3 separate regions of the Mus musculus genome follow, and all the other regions are linked to region 2. Evidence: chromatin contacts called from public Micro-C and promoter capture Hi-C data. All regions are on one chromosome and are shown on one strand. Each heading gives the region's core, a stretch centred on a gene start, on an enhancer-like site or on the middle of the called end of the contact. The rest is flanking DNA. Distances are from core to core; before and after follow the strand shown.

Evidence for each region. Promoter capture Hi-C pulls out the DNA fragments that hold promoters and counts their contacts. Hi-C and Micro-C count contacts between places; a contact is called where the count stands out from the background.
Region 1: a contact with region 2 is called in a Micro-C map of embryonic stem cells, with 8 times the contacts expected there. The contact joins the promoter of Cep170b here to the promoter of Rcor1 in region 2. A contact is called at or near these places in 1 of 39 promoter capture datasets (pre-B cells) and 2 of 484 Hi-C or Micro-C datasets (both in embryonic stem cells).
Region 3: a promoter capture Hi-C map of liver shows a contact between it and region 2, with 2.2 times the contacts expected there. The contact joins the promoter of Pacs2 here to the promoter of Rcor1 in region 2. A contact is called at or near these places in 2 of 39 promoter capture datasets (liver and maxillary cranial neural crest).

What each region holds. Positions count from the first base shown.
Region 1 is chr12:112,720,286-112,724,144 of GRCm38.p6, forward strand. Cep170b (centrosomal protein 170B) reads left to right here and starts at 1,889. Exons shown (of 19, transcript NM_001024602.3): 1 at 1,889-2,097. It overlaps Gm46382 (proline-rich extensin-like protein EPR1), which reads right to left and starts at 1,881. Exons shown (of 2, transcript XM_017315329.2): 1 at 1,276-1,881.
Region 2 is chr12:111,036,487-111,040,690 of GRCm38.p6, forward strand. Rcor1 (REST corepressor 1) reads left to right here and starts at 2,881. Exons shown (of 12, transcript NM_198023.3): 1 at 2,881-3,402; 2 at 3,476-3,535. The coding sequence starts at 3,120. It overlaps Gm35846 (a long non-coding RNA gene), which reads left to right. Exons shown (of 5, transcript XR_003950148.1): 5 at 109-259.
Region 3 is chr12:113,011,981-113,015,829 of GRCm38.p6, forward strand. It overlaps Pacs2 (phosphofurin acidic cluster sorting protein 2), which reads left to right and starts at 2,528. Exons shown (of 24, transcript NM_001081170.1): 1 at 2,528-2,702. The coding sequence starts at 2,584.

The DNA.
Region 1 (3,859 bases), core at 639-3,138, 1.7 Mb after region 2:
AAGGAAGCCTCTCTGCTCAGTGGCCTTAAGTGTCACCCTTACTCGATGAAGACTGAAGCTACTACTAGATCTGCTTTCTGATCCCAATGCTACTGCTCAAGTCACTCAAGCGAGCTTGACCCCTCCTCCCCTTCCAGGAAGCAGCAGCCCACTCCAACCCTGCCCTCATGTCTAAGGATACCGACCCCATGACAGTGCACAGCTGGCAGGGGCCTCAGTCAGAACCCAGGACACCATTCCTTCATCTCCCGTCCTTCACCTTGGAAGGAGCCACAACCCAGGTAAAAGTCTCAAATAGAAAAAAAAAATAATAACGTTTATAAGCATCCATTACTAAGGAGTGAGCAAGGGGTAGCTAAGCTAAGACAGCGAAGCCGCTGGGGAAAGGGCTGTTTACAGAGCCAAGAGAATGGGAGAGCCCGGCTCGGGAGTTGGGACTCAGAAACAGGACAGTCTCAGTCTACTAGGAAGAAACTGCAAAATCCCCATACAGCTCCCGGAAGCTGAGACCGGGGCTAACAACCCTGGCAAGGACAAATGGGCTAGGAAGACAGGAACGTACCCAGCCCTCCTCTTTCCAGTACCTGACAAGTCTCCTCTGCCTCCATCTCTTCCAGTTCCTGGCCTCTCCCTGGAGTCCTGGCCTCCCCCTCAAAGTACTCCCGTTTGCCCACAAAGACATCTAGAGCTCTCTCCAAGGCCTTCATCTCATCAGGTCTCAGCTGGCACAAACTTCCTGAGCCCCACTGTCCTTGGGATGACATCCAAAATTGGTCACGAGGCTACAGGTTCCTCCTCTGTCCATACCGCAAGCCAGGCTCCCCCATTTGGGCCTGTACTATAAGCTCGCACAGCCAGGCCCAACAACCTAGCACATTCTCATGCAGTTTTTCCTATCTGTCTCCTCTTGGCGGGCTTGCCTCTACTCTCGAGTTGTGTAGAACCCCTTCCACCTCCTTCTACAGGGCAGGGATGGGCAACTGTGCCCGCTGGCTTTGGAGCCTGGGCGGGGTGGATTGGGTTCACGAAGCTCCTGTACCAGCAGGATAAAGCGCACATTCCTAGGCCTGGAGTTCTGCTCTGCATTCCACTTCCGCCAAGGCCCTCACTAGTACCCTTCAACGGGAATGCAGGAATGCACTCTGAACAGTACTTTCTCCACCACTCTGCAAAGCCGCTCCGCCCCACGCTAATCCTTTCCCCCTTGGCACTAGAGGGACACCTGATACCTCCATTGTTGCACCAGGCACCAGCCAGCGGCCGGTGAGAACTTACCTCAGGAACTGGGAGAGCCTCCGGAGTTCCCCGCCCCTCCCCGTCCAGCCCACTGTGACATCCAGGTACGTTGGTGTCTTTGCCCACCATCCTGTCCCGAGCCCGTGGCCTATCCTGCAACGTCGAGGGCGCAGGAGGAAGAGACCCAGCTGGACGCACAGGCCTCTGGGATCCATCCTACTTCCTTCGCCCTGCACCCCTCCACTGGGCTGAAAGGCCAAAGGTTGGGGCTGGGAGAGCGGCTGGAGCTCGGGCTTCTGGAATGTGGTTAAATGTTAACTATTCGGCTCTGGGACAGGACGCTGGGCAGCCGTACGCCCTTTCTCGCAACCCTGGGATAGCCAGCGCCAGAGAGAAGGGGGTCTGAATGCACAGGGTGGCGGAGATGCGCCGCCCCAGGCTGGGCCGGGGACAAAGGTGATCGCCCGTTCCTGGTTGCCCGATCCGGTGCGCCGGGACGGGTGGACGGAACGGGAGGGGCCGCGCGTAACCTCTGGGGCGGCGCTGCGGAGTCCAGCTCACCTGCTGAGGCTGGCCCGCCCTAACCTGGTTTCCGGGGGGCGGGGCGTCGCGGGGCGGGGCATCACGGGGGCGGGGCGCGCCGGGGCGGAGCGTGTCGCGGCAGACGTCAGGGGACCCGCCGCGCGAGGCCGCGGTCCGGCGCTCTGCCCGTGGGCTCGGCCGGGGCTGCCGCCAGCGTGCGGGCCGCGCCGGGCATGTCCTAGGCGGCGGCCCCGCCCAGCGCTCGGCCGGGCGGGCAGAGGGCCGGGCTGGGCCGGGCAGCGTCCGGGCGGGCGAGCCGCGGGCCTGGCGGGAGCACAGGTAGGACGCAGGAGGGGCCGCGCCAGCCCTGCGCCCACGGCGGCAGGGCCTCCAGCAGGGCACCTGCGTGCCTCCAGGCCACACCGGGGCGGGCGGGGCTGGACAAAAGCGGCGGTGAGGAAGGGGCTGGGCGAGGGCCCGGCACACCTGGCCCGGCCAGCGCTTGCCGATGCTGCCCATGTCTGCGCGCGCCCGGGAGGGGCCTCCTGGCACCGGCGACAAGGCCTGGCCCCGCGCATGTCTACGCGGCCTGCCGAGCTGGTAGACCTGGGCGCCCGGTCCCCGCCCGGGCAGGGCCAGCGCTGATTCAGGATACAACGCCGCTCCCTCCCCCTCTGGGCCTGGCGCGCCTGCCCGCCTCCCGGCCTCCTCCCGGGTGCCCGGTCCCCCCTCCTTCTGCGGTCCCTCCCTCCGTCTTCCTTCTCTTCTCTCCTTTCCCTTTAGCCGCCACCGTCTCCCTGCTTTCTCTGCCTCTGGGCTGTCCGCGGCCAGGAGGGGACCTCCTCCTGTCTGCTCCTTTCAGCCACGGGGCTGCTCCCTGCCTCCCACTGTCTCTCAGCATCTGCATCGCCACCTCCTCCTTCACCTTCGGGTGGTGGCTCTTCTGCTTGGCGCGGCTGAGGGGACAAGTTTGGGGTGTTTATTATTCTCCCTCCTAGCAACGATGGCCGGGCTAAGCCTAGCCCCAAACCTCCTACAGCAAGCCCTGGCTCAGAAGCCTTTCCAAGTTGGACTGGCGGTGGCAGTGGTCACCCCATGACCAGGCTCTGGGGGTTGGCCTCCCTCTCCTCTAAGGGTGTCCCCGTGCCTGCTGTCCACAGTGAGATGATGGCAGGCAGGTGATGTCAGAGTAGGAGACATCCAGGCTGGGTGGGGCTGGGAGGCTCAGTGACGCCCTGGGTCTGGGGCCTGGGGGGGGGGGGGGCTCCCTCCACAGCCCTGACACCTTTGCCAGTAGGATTGGGTCTTTCTGAGAGTTGGGGCTATGGATACCCAGTGAGGTCCTAGAGGCTGCAAGGGCATTGAAATCTTGCCCCTTTAGCCCTTGCCTCTCAAGCTGGGCCCTAAGGAAAGGGGACCTCAGAGCAGGGTATGGGTATGTTCCTGACCACCTGGAGCTGTTTTCTGGGGAGGCAGGTTTCTTTTCTCCATCTTCCTCCTGCTTCCTGAAGGAGTGCTGTGGGCCTTCACAGATGGACAGAGCCCTGTGTTCTTGCCTGCTGCTTACCCCGAAGGGACCCGAGACCTGGGTGAGCAGCCCAGTGTTGACGTCTCTGGGCATGGCTCCTGGGAAATGCAGGACAGGGTTTGGTCCCTCAGATCACTAGTGTGACCTCTCCAGTGTGTGTGTGTTGTGTGAGTTGACACTTCCAGAGAGATGACTTGTGTGGTCGATCCTGCTTCCACCTGACCAGCCCTGTGGGGGCCCGGAGTCTTTCCGTATTCTCTGCCCCTCATCCAGCTTCCAACTTCTGCACGCTGTGGTCCTGCCTTCACCTCTGCCTCCTCTGCCCCACACTGCTCCCTTTCTTACCTGTGACGAGTCTTCCACTTGACTCTTAGTTATTCCTTCTATTGCTTTCTCCTTTCACTTTCTTGTGTGTGTGTGTGTGTGTGCATGTGTGCACGCGCTGTTTTAAAGTACAAGGGTTCAAATCCAGGTGGCAACCACCTGGAAAGTGCCAATGCTCAGACACTCTAGTTGTTCTTCACAGTATAACTAGACTGTGAGTCACCAGGACTCAGGAGCTCTAGACTGCCC
Region 2 (4,204 bases), core at 1,631-4,130:
CAGTAAGTTTGAGGCTAGCCTTAGGTAAGTTATGAGACCTTGTCTCAAAAAACAACCATGGGACTGGAGAGTTAGCCTAGTGGTTAAGATTGTGTATTGCTCTTGCAGATGAACTGAGTTTGGTTGTTAGAGCCTAGCTGGGACAGTTTTTAACTCCAGGAGATGTGACACCTGCTTCTGAGCTCTGTAAGTACCTGCCCATGCATGGCATTATCCCCCACCCCCCCCTCACACACACACAGACACACACCCTCACAAAACTATAAATAATAACATCTTCCAAAAAAAAAAAAAAAAAAACACTGTAGCTGGGTGTGGTGGCACGTGTCTTTAATCCCAGCACTTGGTAGGCAGAGGCAGGCAGATTTCTGAGTTCAAGGGCAGCCTGGTCTACAGAGTGCATTCCAGGATAGCCAGGGCTATACAGAGAAACCCTGTCTTGAAAAACAAAACAAAACACCACAAAACAAAACAAAACAAAACAACCCCCCAAAAAAACAACAAAAAACCCACCCAAAACCAAACCAATCTAAACCAAACCAAAAAAAAAAAAAACAAAAAAACAAAAAACCCCAACCAACCCACCAACCAACAAAACAACAACAACAAAGAAAAGAAAAAGCCCACAAACAGCAACACTACAGATTAAGCTAGGCCTGGCAGCACATACAAGTAATGTGGCAAAGGGGCCAGGGGTTGAAGGTCAGCCTCAGCTAGGCAGGAGTTTAAGACCTGTCCCAGTTAAAGGGAGGATCTGTCTCAAATAATACCCGCCCCCCCAAAAAAAATCAATTGGAAGGGTCACTGAAGCATCCAAAGTTACAATGTAGCAAGATGTCAGACTGATAGCGTACCGCTGGCAGTAGGAGAGATTTCGGCTTCCTTCTTCCCAAGCCTACCTTCCATTTCAATGGGCACGGGGTGGGGAGGACTCCCTGGATCAGGGCCTAGATTAGGGTGAGGCACGCAGGGTGCCCTGGGTGCACCATAGTAGCTGTGAGTCCTGGCATCTTGGCTTGCCCTACCCAGCCAGTCCCGCCCTAGAAGCTGTGGTCTCCCTTTCTTTAGGTCATGACCCTAGAAAGAGGCGGTACTTTCTAGGAAATGGCCTCCAGCTTGGGAGTCCAGTGGGCAGGGACAAGGACCCTTGTGTTGTGTCAATCCCAACTGCCCTACTAAGGAACTCAAATCATGTTTGTTCCTGTATGTAGGTTAATCTGTCTGTGGTACATCTTGGAAGATAGGGAAGAAAGAGGACAGAGTGCCCCTAGCCGCTCAGGTTCATCTGTCATGAAGTCACGGCTTCATCCAGGTACCTATCCCAGGTCACCCCTGGATCCCACCTCTGATTTAGCAGTCTATTTGCTGACCAGGCCAGCTGGACCCGGTTATTCCAGAGCTCATGCCTGCAGTGCCCAGGACTTTCTAAGCAGAGGGGTGTCCTTCAGAGAGGAGTCCAAGAGCAAGAACAGGAACTTGGTGGGGGCAGGGATCTGCTACCGGGAGGCTCTGGGCCCTGTTCTTGAAGGCCAGTTAGAAGTGACCATGGTCACTTCAGTGAAGTTTAAAATGATTCGCGGGGCAGAAAACGTGGAAGAGAAACCCCTGCTTATTTATGCGGGCTTTCAAACCATAAAACTCTCGTTTTCTCTCTGTAGCTATTTATATCCTGAGCGGGTGTAAAAACTGTCCCCATATGAAGCCCAGGTCTGAAGTAATATAAACGAAAAATAGCCATCTCCTGTTTTATTTATTTATTTTTAATTTAAAGCAAACGGTTTCACCTATAGTCCCCAGGTTTGGTCGCTGGCGCGGGGGGTGGGGCAGCCCACCCAGCCCCACAGGCAGCTGTCAGGCAGTGACGGGGCCCCTCGCTTGATCACTCCAGGGACAAGGACGCCCAGGGCTGGGTGTCACCGACTCCTCCGCGTTCAGGCTCTTAGCCCTGCGGGCTGGGGGAAGGGCCCGGGTCTCGGGAAGTGACCCTCCTCTTCTACCGAGCTGGGGACTCAAGCTCCTTCTTTTTCCCCCTCGCGGTGGGGCCCCTAGTCGATCTATGTCCCTCCTGCTGTCCCGGGGCCACTCGGCACCTCCCCTCACCCCGACGGCTTCGAGGCCCTCCCCGGCCGAACATCCCGACTCCTCCCTCGGCCCCTCAGGCAACGTGGGGAGCCGGTGGCCCCCAACCCAATTAGCGGGGAGCTCCATCGTCTCCAGGCACAACCGCTTTCCTTCCCTCGGGGGACACTGCCACCTGAGAGCCTCGTCCCCAGGTTCCCTTGCTCTAGTACATCTCGATCGCCCCTGGGCGACGCGGGGGCGCAATTAGTTTCTTCCAATTAGTTTCCCCTCTTTGTATAGAACCCATTCAAACTGTGCGCGTACTCCTCCGCGCGAGGGGGAAAGTAGTCCCGACCTTGCCCGCGATTTCTGTTCTCGCGTCGGGCACATTCACTTTGGGAAGCCGATGGGACGCTCGGCGGGATCCCCGGGGGAGGTGGCGCGGGGCCCACAGGGTGCGAGCGGAGGGAGCGGGGCGCTGGGGAGGGGGAGGGGGCTAACTCCTCGCTGTTGCCTCGAGAGATGGATCATGGGGCGTAAAGCGATCGCAAACCTCAAACCACGTACAGTGGGCGATACGCGTCAACCCAACCTGGCCAACGGAAGCACAGAACCTTCCCCCTCCTTCCCGTGATCCCGCCCCCGTGGCCTGACGGACGCGCACAGAGACCTACCATGCCCCTGCTTGCCGCCCGGATCCCGTGAGAGCCAATGGAAGCTCGCAGGGGCGGAGCTTGCGAGCGACGGGTTAGGCTGTGCGCGGCCCTCCTCCCCCCCAGGCTCCGCCCCTCCCCCCCGCCCGCGGCTCCCGGAGTAGTTAGAGCCAGCGAAGTGCGGGCGGCGATGAGAGCCAAAGTTGCGCTCCGTTCGGCATCGGGGGCTTGAGGCGGCTCGTTGCTCCGCCCGTCTGGGCCTCCTCTAGCCCCAACTCCCGCCAGCGGATCCCGCGCGCTCGCCCGCCCGGCCCGGCGCCCACCTGCGCCCCCTGCCCGCGGCCCGCCGCCCGCGCCTCGCGAGCCGGGGTCCCCGTCACTTTGGCCCGGCCCCGGGCCCCGCCGATGCCGGCCATGGTGGAGAAGGGCCCCGAGGTCTCAGGGAAGCGGCGAGGGAGGAACACGGCGGCCTCCGCAGCCTCGGCCGCCGCCTCGGCCGCCTCGGCCGCCGCCTCAGCCGCCGCCTCGGCCGGCACCGCCTCCGCCTCGGCCGCCGCCGCCGCCTCGGCCGCCGCCGCCCCCAATAATGGCCAGAATAAAAGTTTGGCGGCGGCGGCTCCCAACGGGAACAGCGGCAGCAACTCCTGGGAGGAAGGCAGCTCGGGCTCGTCCAGCGACGAGGAGCACGGTAGGTGGCAGCCGCCCCCGCGCCCGGCCCGTGTCCGCGCCCGCGCTGACCGCCGTGCTCTGCTTCCCCGCAGGTGGCGGTGGCATGCGGGTGGGACCCCAGTACCAAGCGGCGGTGCCCGACTTCGATCCTGGTGAGTAGCGAGTGACGGGAGCTCGGGAGACAACTTTGTTTTTTGTGCGTGTTGGCCTTCGGTCCGCGGGGGCACACGGGGCGCGAGGGCAGGCGGCGCGGCACGCTCGCACACGAGTGTGCTGCAGATTCGGGTGCGGGGAGGCCATGGGCTCCGGTGGGGACAGCACTGGGCCCGCAGTGTCCCCCGGCTCTGAGAAAGCCACACCTGGCCGGGGTGGAGTGGGATGTCTCTGCCTCCAGGTGTGGTGTACCGGAGCTAGGACGGGATCCCGGGTGGCAGTGCTGGAGAGTTGGCGTCCTGGGGCGCTCGGACCCAGGGCTCCGCAGAGACTTCTTACTTCAAACTGGCTCCTAGCGTTACCCTGCCAACCCTACGCTCTTATTGCCTCTTGACTCTCATCCCGTCTTGTCCCGTCCGGTCCCATCCTGTCCCATCCCATCCCATCCCATCCCATCCCATCCCATCCCATCCCGAGGGCTGGTGGAGTAAAGATCTTCCTGTCCCTCCACCCCAATCAGGTAATAAAAGAAGTGTGCTTTCCAGAGAGCATCTGTCTAGATAAGAGAGCCCGACTTGTGGCTGTTATTTTAAGATCTGTTTGTAAATGTGTGTTTCCTTTATTTCTTTTTTCTTTTGGGGGGGATGGGGTGGGGAGGAAGAGGTTGT
Region 3 (3,849 bases), core at 1,278-3,777, 2.0 Mb after region 2:
GAGCTCCTTCACTAAATAGATACACATGAGTATCTATTTAGTGTGCCCCTAGCATGGGCAGAGGCCTGGAGTCCCAGTGGTTCCTGTGCCTTGGACTCATTGCAAGGTCCCTGGACTCTGTGGGAGCTCCTTCAGGCATGGGCCATGTCATGCCTACACAGCTGTATCACATCCTCATGCCAGGTTCATTATCATTTAAACTCAAGCTAAGCAGATGAGTAGTTTCCAAGGAATGCATGGTCTGGAACATCAGCCAGGAAGCTCAGATTCCCAGTGTGCAGGCTGAGGGGAACCCAGTCAAAATCTGTGGGTCTGTTAGGAAGCTGGCTAAAACCTCTACTTCCTGCCAATGCCCGAGGCCTTTTCTGGAACCCCAAATTTAATTCCTCCCAACAAACAAGTGTCCTGCTGCTGAACAGACAGCTTGTTTTCAGGTCTTAACCATGGTTTATGTGTGCTGACTTGGGACTACAGGGCTCCGGAGGTCTCCCTCCTTGGGCCCTCTCCCCGGTCACCCCGGTTGCCCACCGAGGCTCATCCTGAACTAAGTTCCCATTTTAAAGGAAACATGGTAGGGGAATGCTACAAATGTAGAAGGGTAGGAGTCACATCACACCTAGTTCACAGGAAGACACATTTCCTGGCTTTTAAGGAAGTTGTCTTAGGACCTACAGTTTACAAAAAGAGAATGGAGACAGCCATTATTTTCAAATACAGAGGCCAAAGATCCAAATAACAGGTGAAACAGATTCAAACTGCTATCTAGTCACTTGGAAAACACTGGTCACCACTAACCCGTCCCCATGACCTACCTTAACAGCCCCCCCCTTCCCTTAGAAAGTGCAGACAGCATGTGTCTCACTTTCCTTCCATCTAAAGTGAGGCTGGGCAGATATATGTCATATTCATTGAGAACCTACAATGGTGTCCAGTACAAGATGGCACAGCTCAACCAAGGCCACTGGTGCCATGCCCCGGTATGCACAGCTTGGTCACTCTTATTTCCTCCCTTGACCCTGGCTGCAATGCCTGCCTGGCGCACACAGACACAACTCATCAGACAGCCCATTCTTCTGCCTGCAAATGCACCCTTGGTCTGTCCCCAGCGCTGTCTGCCAATTGCTGAGGTCAGTGGATGCTTGTCTTTTGCTTCCAATCAAAGGCAGCCTGTCCACCAAGGCTGATGAAGCTCGGTGAACACAGCCTCTGGTTTCCTAGGTACAAGCCTTACTACTGGCCCCAATAGGGCTGCAATGTCAGACAATATTCATTTCAGCTGGCCACAGACTGACAGACCCTCTGGACTTTGTTTTACCACCCCAGCGAGTGAGGAACATGAGGAAAACACAGGTCCCCTTGTTCTCTTCAAAGCAGACTCTGGCTTTAAGCAGCTGCAGCTGTTTGCAGCTCCCATCCTGGAGTTACAGCAGGAGGCTGCCTCTGGCAGAGGAGCTCCAAATGTAGATGGCAAGGGGTTGGGGTGTCATAGCAGAGGAGGGACCACCCCCACAATGCCTTCCTGGGAAGAAAGGCAGAAAACAGGACTATTGGGTAAACCTGAAGGGCAAGGAGGGACAGCCAGGTCAGATTGATTTGAGTTAGAATTGTTTCAATAAGCTTACTAGAAGATAATAAGACATGGAACCTAGCGGGAGAAAGGCAATTGTGTAAAGCCGTGGATACAAAGAAACAAGACATGCCAGAAAAGCTTTTCCCTAAATTTGTTGACTTTGACCAAAGACAGCCAAAAAGAGGGGGAGGGACATCTGCCACTGAGAGCTTCTTCCTGAGGCCCAGAGCCTAGCCGGCCTTCTCCAGGCCATGCCTGGAATCCCCTGCCTACTGGGCCCTGCAGTCTGATCGGCCACCCGCCCCTCCTATTGGCCCAAGTTCACTGCGAGCAAGGGAGAATGCACCCTGTACCAAATATTTGAGATGCTCTTGAGAAAAACTTAAAAATAAATAAATAAAGCACTGCTGAATATAGGAGGAGGCTGGATGGGCGGAGGTTGCTGGATGGGGCAGCTAGGGAGGACAGATGGTGGCTGAAACTCCTCAAGGAATAAGGGTGGGTGGGGCCTACAGAGTGCGAGAGCCAGGCCTTAGGGGCCTGTGCGGGGACACGCAGGATGGCAACCGGATGAGAGTCACCGGGATACATGGTCACGTCCCTAGGCCCGCGGTCCGCCGCAGGGAGCGTGAGGGGTTCGTAGACCTGGTCACTCCCGCAGCCATCACGTCGCTCGCCTGAGTCCCTGAGAGGGGCACAGCCTGTGCGCCGCCGCGCGCGCTCGCTCCCGCGGCTGGGCGCCGGAGACGCCCTGGGGCGCGCGCCTCACTTCCGGTGGGCGGTGATTGGGTGCGCCGCGCGAGCCCTGCCCCGTCGACCAATAGGCGGCGCGGTGCGGCAGGGGGCGGGGCGCGGGCGCAGCCTGGACACCGCCCGCGGGCCTGCCGGACTCCCGCCGCCCGCCGGCGCCATGTGACCGCGCCGCCGCCCTCCGCGCGCCCGGCCCGCCCGCCCGCCGCGCTCCCGCGGCCCGGCGCAGCCCCAGGCCGCCGAGGGACGGCGGGGCCGGCGCCATGGCCGAGCGGGGCCGCCTCGGCCTGCCCGGCGCGCCCGGAGCGCTCAACACTCCGGTGCCCATGAACCTGTTTGCCACCTGGGAGGTGGACGGCTCCAGCCCCAGCTGCGTGCCCAGGTACGCCCCCGTGCTGCGCTTTGTCCGCGCGCACCTGCCTGCGGGCCGGGACCCCGCGCCCCCGAGCGCGCGCGGGTGACTGCAAGGCGAGGGCCGGGGCGGGGCAGCGGGCCTGTGGCTCGCCCGGCCGGTGCTCTGCCCGCACCTTGACACCTGCGTCCCGGGCCGGGCTGCGCAGCGGACCTCAGGCGGTGGAGCTCTCGGCTAGTGCCACAGCTCTCCTCCGGCGTGCAGCGGCACTGTCACACCCCAGAGGCCTGGGCCTGAGGCTCCCGGGACACGCCGCTGTCTCCTCTCCATCTACCCTGCGGGTGAGGTCTGCGCTCTCTTCACCTGTCGGCCTTGTGTCCGGCGTTGTGACGAGAGCTCCCGAGACCGTTGTACTCTTTGCTTGGAGCTGTTAATTTTGCCGTTGCACAAGCCTGGTCTTTCTCCCCTGGGTAGGCGACCTCCTCCTCGCCCCGTGGAAAGGGTTAGACAAAATTTACCCGCTGGGCGGACACTGTGGCCACCCATCTCTGTGTGGACTACAGCTTCCCATTCTAGTGCCCAGCTTGAAACTTTTGTGATTTCTTGACTTGGCTCCTACTCGGGAGCTTCAGCTAGTGAGAGAAAAGAGGAACTCTAGACACCAGGTTGAGGGCGCTCCAGGCTTCCCTCTGGGGAGTCAGGGAAAGTGGCCTTATCACCAAAGAGCCTTCCAGGCACAGAACTTGGACAGTGTGCCCTGGAGGGGGATCTGAGTAGAGAGATGCTAGGAAGGAGAAGGGGAACTTTCTGTGTTCTTTCAGCAGGCCTCTGAGTGTGGTGTTGGGGGTACAGAGGCCACTAGATAGTGGTTTTACCCTTCTAGAATGCACAAGGCCCTCTGGGTCTGTCTGTGGCTTTGGGAAAGGAAGGATGGATCTGAGGGGCATCTGGAGGACTGAGACCTGAGGGTCAGCTTTTGCCTCAGTGGGAGCATCTCCCAGGCCCCTAAAGCAGGGTGGGGGGAGGGAGAGATGAACTGATCTCCACACTTAATTCTGGCTCTCTACAGCATTGCCCTGAGACTTCACACTGGCCCTTGAATTCCTTTAGCAGTCTCTGAGTTCCCTTAATGAGAGCCAAGGGTCCCCATGCCCCCCACCCCATACACCAGTCAGCC